2 separate regions of the Triticum aestivum genome follow, and region 2 is linked to region 1. A link is a contact called in public Hi-C data. All regions are on one chromosome and are shown on one strand. Each heading gives the region's core, a stretch centred on a gene start, on an enhancer-like site or on the middle of the called end of the contact. The rest is flanking DNA. Distances are from core to core; before and after follow the strand shown.

Evidence for each region. A called contact is a pair of places that touch in the nucleus more often than the background predicts.
Region 2: a contact with region 1 is called in a Hi-C map of leaf, with 4 times the contacts expected there. The contact joins the promoter of LOC123066669 here to the promoter of LOC123072515 in region 1. A contact is called at or near these places in 2 of 5 Hi-C or Micro-C datasets (both in leaf).

The regions. Positions count from the first base shown.
Region 1 is chr3B:799,289,301-799,292,000 of IWGSC CS RefSeq v2.1, forward strand. LOC123072515 (villin-2) reads right to left here and starts at 1,432. Exons shown (of 24, transcript XM_044496081.1): 1 at 1,147-1,432; 2 at 1-2.
Region 2 is chr3B:799,445,272-799,447,971 of IWGSC CS RefSeq v2.1, forward strand. LOC123066669 (cytochrome P450 94A1-like) reads left to right here and starts at 1,365. Exons shown (of 1, transcript XM_044489709.1): 1 at 1,365-2,700. The coding sequence starts at 1,538.

The DNA.
Region 1 (2,700 bases), core at 182-2,681:
CCCTGAAATTTGAGAGTACGTCATAAGCTGAAAAGGGAGCACGCTAATCCAAATATGAAAACGCATTCAGTTACTCCAACAAGGAAATAGAAGAAAAAAAACTCCAACCAACTGCAGATAAGATAACTAATGAAGTCGTGTGTGAGATGCTGAGTAGAATACATCAAGCCATGGACAATGCTTATGAATCAGCATTGACGTGCTCTCTCTCAGTCACTCTCTTGGGCAGCATATATCCATCACTGCATAATTTTCATTTAAAAAAAAAGCTTACGCTGTAAAAATAGCTGTATTCAGATTTATGTTGGCATCAGCATTTTTTTTCAGAAGTATCACTCTCTCCTAACCCCATGACACAGGAGTCCCCTCTTCCCACCCCGCTCCGACGTCAGCAGAGGAGCACAACTTCCCCTGCGCGCATAGGAGTCCGCCGTGGTCACGCAACCAGCACATGGCCAAGGCTTTTGCTGCAATGATCGATGCATTTGAACGGCTATTTGATCTTGTTCAAAAAGTTGGTCCCAACCAAATGTAGGCGTGTAGTTGAAGGAGATGAGCTATCTAGCAATGATAACCTGTGTTAAAGTGCTAGTTTCAAGTGTTAAACACGAAGGATCAAACAGTTGATCCAAGTAATTTTCCATGGACATCCTGAACTCGAGTAATCGATTCCGGCAAACATGTATCCAGTCCAGGTGGTGGTAGCCTTCCTTTTTTCCGACTGTGAGCTGTCAATTGCAACATGGGGAATGTAACTTGCATACAATGGCCGGCAGCTGCGAGGCCGATGTGGTGAGCAAAATAAATAAAAGTTTATAAGTGTGCGGAGGGAGAGTGACAGTCTGAAATTCAGCCAGTTGCCCAACGCACGACAGCAAAATAAATGAGCATTCAAATCCGGACAGGTGCATATGTAACGCGTGGATCACGGAATAATGGCCCGGATCTCGCGATCTAGCGGGGGCGGCCATTGCCGCGGCGGATCCGAGCGCGTGATCCCCGATCCTGCCGACGATCCCGGCCGGCGCGGGGCCCAGCCGCGGGCTCTCGGCGCCTGGCGCCGTAATCCGGCGGCGAGGGGGCGCGAGGAAGGGAGGAGAAGCGGAGGATCTATGGAGCGAGGCGAGGGCACGGGAATCGGCTTACCCAGGCTGCGGAGGGGAGACCGGTGGGCCCGCCGACGAATAGGGAGCGTCCCCGCGCGGAGCGGCGCCGCGCCGCCCGCGTAGATCCGCCGACGCGGGAGCGCTGATCCGGCGGTGGGAGGAAGCCGGCGACAGGTAACCGGAGCGGGAGGGGCTCGTCCGACGCCGGTGGGGAGGGAGGGAGGGAGGGATGGCGAGGCGAGAGTGAGGAGGGAAAGGGGGCGTCCGACCGCGTGTGTGGGAAGGAAGGGAAGGGAAGGGAAGGAAAGGCAAGGAGGGAGGACGGGTTGGCTGGGCTGAGCTGGGCGGGGCGGTGGTGCATAGGAGGGGGGCTCGTGCCACCGCACGGGGGTAATAATGGTCGCGCTCGTGGATGCAGATGCTGCTGCGTGAGCATGGCACGCCCATGCCCATGGATCCAGCCAGCCAGCCAGCCGAGCCAAGCCCGCCCCGGTCGGTCGGTCGGTCGGACCCACGCCCGGCCGCCCGCCCAGTGGCGGCCATCATCACCCATCGCCCCCCGACCTGGCCTGGTACAAGTGTACCACACGGCATACAATAAGTGCCACATGGCGCGCGCAGCATCACGAGCAGGTCAGAGCAGTACGTACACATACATACACACTGGCAGTGGCCGGTGACGAATAGTATATTCGGCTGCCTTGTCCGGCAGGAGAAGAATATGTCTTGTTTTTTTCTCCTTCGAGAGAGAGAAGGGAGGAGGATATATCTGTGCTGCTGTGGCATACGTTTTCTTCTCCTTCTTCCAACCGGGCCGGTTGACGATTCCTTGCACGTTTCGTGTTCTTTTCCTTTTGATTTGACGGACGGCGACAAGTTTGTGTTTGTTTTCTTGCGTTTGAAATGGCGCAGACAAGTGTGTGTATGTATATACTACTCCCTCCGTTCGGAATTACTTGTCACAAAAATGGATGCATCTATAACTAAAATACATCTAGATATATCCATTTCTTCAACGAGTAATTCCGAACGGAGGGAGCATATGGCTACGAATGCGTCGTGCGGTTTGGCCGGCTGGAGCCATTGTTTTGCCCGGTCGCGTCGGTGTCAGTCTCCAAACTACTCCAGATAATATAGGTGCATTCCATTCCTAATCAACAACAACAAAAACTATACTCCCTCGCCTCTAGGAAAAAAAAAGAATACTCGTATATATACCCAGGCCCTGACGTTGGGCGATTCTTTACTCGACCGCGTGCTCGCCTTCTCTTCTTCTCCAAAGTGAAAAACATAGCGTGCTCGAATCATTCCATCTGTCGCACAGTGATATCCACAGCCCGCCAAAGTTCAAGTTGACATTGATGCTTACCTGGAACTTCGCCGCTTTACATGTCCCGGCTATCTAAAGCCGGCCGGCCTCCCCCAAAACCCTACCCCTAGCCCTAATGTATGAGCCCCTAGTTCCAATCCATTGTATGTTGTCGAACCCACTCGTTTGCATCCGTCATCCAAACCCATATTTTGCATCTCTCGCCTGCCCTCTGCCGTTGGCATGGTCCAGATGGCGACAATGTGGTACAGGAAGCTATCGTGG
Region 2 (2,700 bases), core at 115-2,614, 160 kb after region 1:
AAAAACTTTAAATAATCACTGGACTAACACAGAATTGGACCGAAATCAGAAACAACATTTTTTTCTAATTGGAACAACATTATTTTAAGGTACATATTTGTCATGCATTCTAATATTTATTATTCTGTGTGCAAAAAAGTATTATTTAAAATTTATTTCTTATGTTGAACATAAACTACATTATTTTCCAATTCACGGTAGATGTCCGAAAATATGTATATATATATATATATATATATATATATATATATTGTTGCAATGAATTTTAATATAGATTTAAGAAACCGACGGTACCACATTAATCCGAAAATTAATATTGCCCTTAATATGTCCTAGTGTGTTGAAACATTTATGTATCCATAATATCCTTAAATATCTACATGAGTTTCAAAGTTGGAAGACGATATTTAGAAGTTTTAAATAATCAATTTGTTCTATATACTACTCCCTTCGTTCCATAATATAGTGCTTATAGATTTTTAAAAAAGTCAAACATTACAAACTTTGACTATATCTATAGAGAAAAGTAGGTACATCTAGAATACCAATTGCACAACATTGGATACATCGTGAGTTATATTTTCAGAATGTAAATGTTTGATATTGTAGATGTAGACAGTTTTCTCTACACACTTAGTCAAAGTTGGCAAAGTTTGACTTTTATAAAAATCTATAGGCACTACATTGTGGAATGGAGGGAGTAGTTAAGAGACATAAGCATGTGTGCAGATATATAAAGTTCATTATTTGATGTTTTTCTTACATATACATGGATGCGATGGTGACTGTGTGCCAGATGTTTGGTGGTTTTCAACAGCAGTCTCGGCAAGCGGGGGCAGCAGCACTGGAGGATTGCATTTTTTGTGGTGCTCCTTGAGTACCGAGTGTCGATTTTCAGGGTGAAAATCCAAGATCTAGCATTTATTTGTTGTCTCTGGGAATGGTTTTGGTGAAGGCAATGTTTTTGGAAACTCAGACTTTCTCCAGGTGAAACTCAAGATCTTTGATCGGGCAACGACCACGTTTATGCATTATTTCCTTATTGAACACGTTGTCTTTGGAGAACCTCTTTTGTAATCCGCCGTTGTCTTCCATGGTTGTTAGAGTGCTGCTGATGCTAGCGATTGACCACTGGGGGGATCTTTTTCTTTTCTTTTTTTTTTAGCTATGTGCATCCTTAATACCGTTGGACATTTTTTTACACCATCTTTAGATATCTTGTTGGTACATATGCTAGCTGTAATAGATATCTTCGCGATGCTACAACCATTCGAACGAGAGCATCCATTGATCATCCTCCTAGCTCACGTGTATCTTCCCCGGCTCCGGCTCAACCGTCGGCCACCGCTGACAGATGACGCGCGCTGAGCAGAATCCGCCAGCTTCGACGACCACCGTGTTGGTCACAGCCTCACAGGTCTTCGTCTTCCCTGTTGCGATCACAAACTCGACCCATCACCGTCCACAAGAAAAGTCGGCGTTTATCACGAGACTAGGACTGTACGTACGTGCCGACCAACCACCACGCCAGTCAATCATGGAGGTCATGGACGACGGGAGCATCGCGCTGCTGCTGCTGCTGCTCCCTGTCCTCCTCGCCGTCTACCTCCGGCGGCGCCGTGTCCCACCGGCCGCGGCGAGCGCGAACCACTGTCCGCACCCGAACCGGGTCCTCGGCAACACCGTGCCGCTCCTCCGCAACCTGCACCGCTTCCTCGACTGGGCCACGGACCAGCTCGCGGAGTCCCCGGCCTCCACCATCGAGGTCCGCGGCCCGCTCGGCCTCGGCAGCGGCGTCGCCACCGCCAGACCGGAGGCCGTCGACCACCTCCTGCGCGCCAACTTCCCCAACTACGTCAAGGGCGCGCGCTTCGCGGTCCCCTTCGCCGACCTCCTCGGCCGCGGCATCTTCCTCGCCGACGGCCGCCTCTGGAGCCTCCAGCGCAAGGTCGCCTCCTACTCCTTCTCGTCCCGCTCGCTCCGCCGCTTCTCCGGGCGGGTGCTCCGGGAGCACCTCCACTGCCGCCTCCTCCCGCTCCTCGACGCCTCCGCGGGCTCCGGCGTGGCCCTGGACCTGCAGGACGTGCTCCGGCGCTTCTCCTTCGACAACATCTGCGGCGTGGCCTTCGGCGTCGAGAGCTCCACTCTGCTCGAGCTCGAGGCAGGGGATCGCCGCAGCCGGAGGCACGAGGCGTTCTTCGCGGCGTTCGACGACGCCGTCGAGATCTCCTTCGCGCGGATACTCCACCCGACGACCCTGCTGTGGAGGGCGATGAGGCTGGCCAACGTCGGGAGCGAGCGGCGGATGCGCGAGGCCATCGGGGTCATCGACGAGTATGTGATGGGGATGCTGGAGGCAGAGCAGCCGTCGTCCCCGGCCGAGGACGGCGAGCACGAGCAGCACCTCCTGTCGCGGTTCGCGTCGGCGCTGGACGCAGAATCCACCGCCGCTGCCGGCAGAGAGCTCGGCGAGTTGTTCGGCTCGCCGGATGCGAAGCGGCGGTTCCTGCGGGACGTGGTGGTGAGCTTCGTGCTGGCCGGGAAGGACAGCACGTCCTCCGCCCTCACCTGGTTCTTCTGGCTCCTCGCCGCCAACCCGCGCTGCGAGAGGCGCGTGCACGAGGAGGTCACGCGCACGGCGCACGGAGACGACGCCGGGGAATACGAGGGGCTGAAGGGGATGCACTACCTGCACGCGGC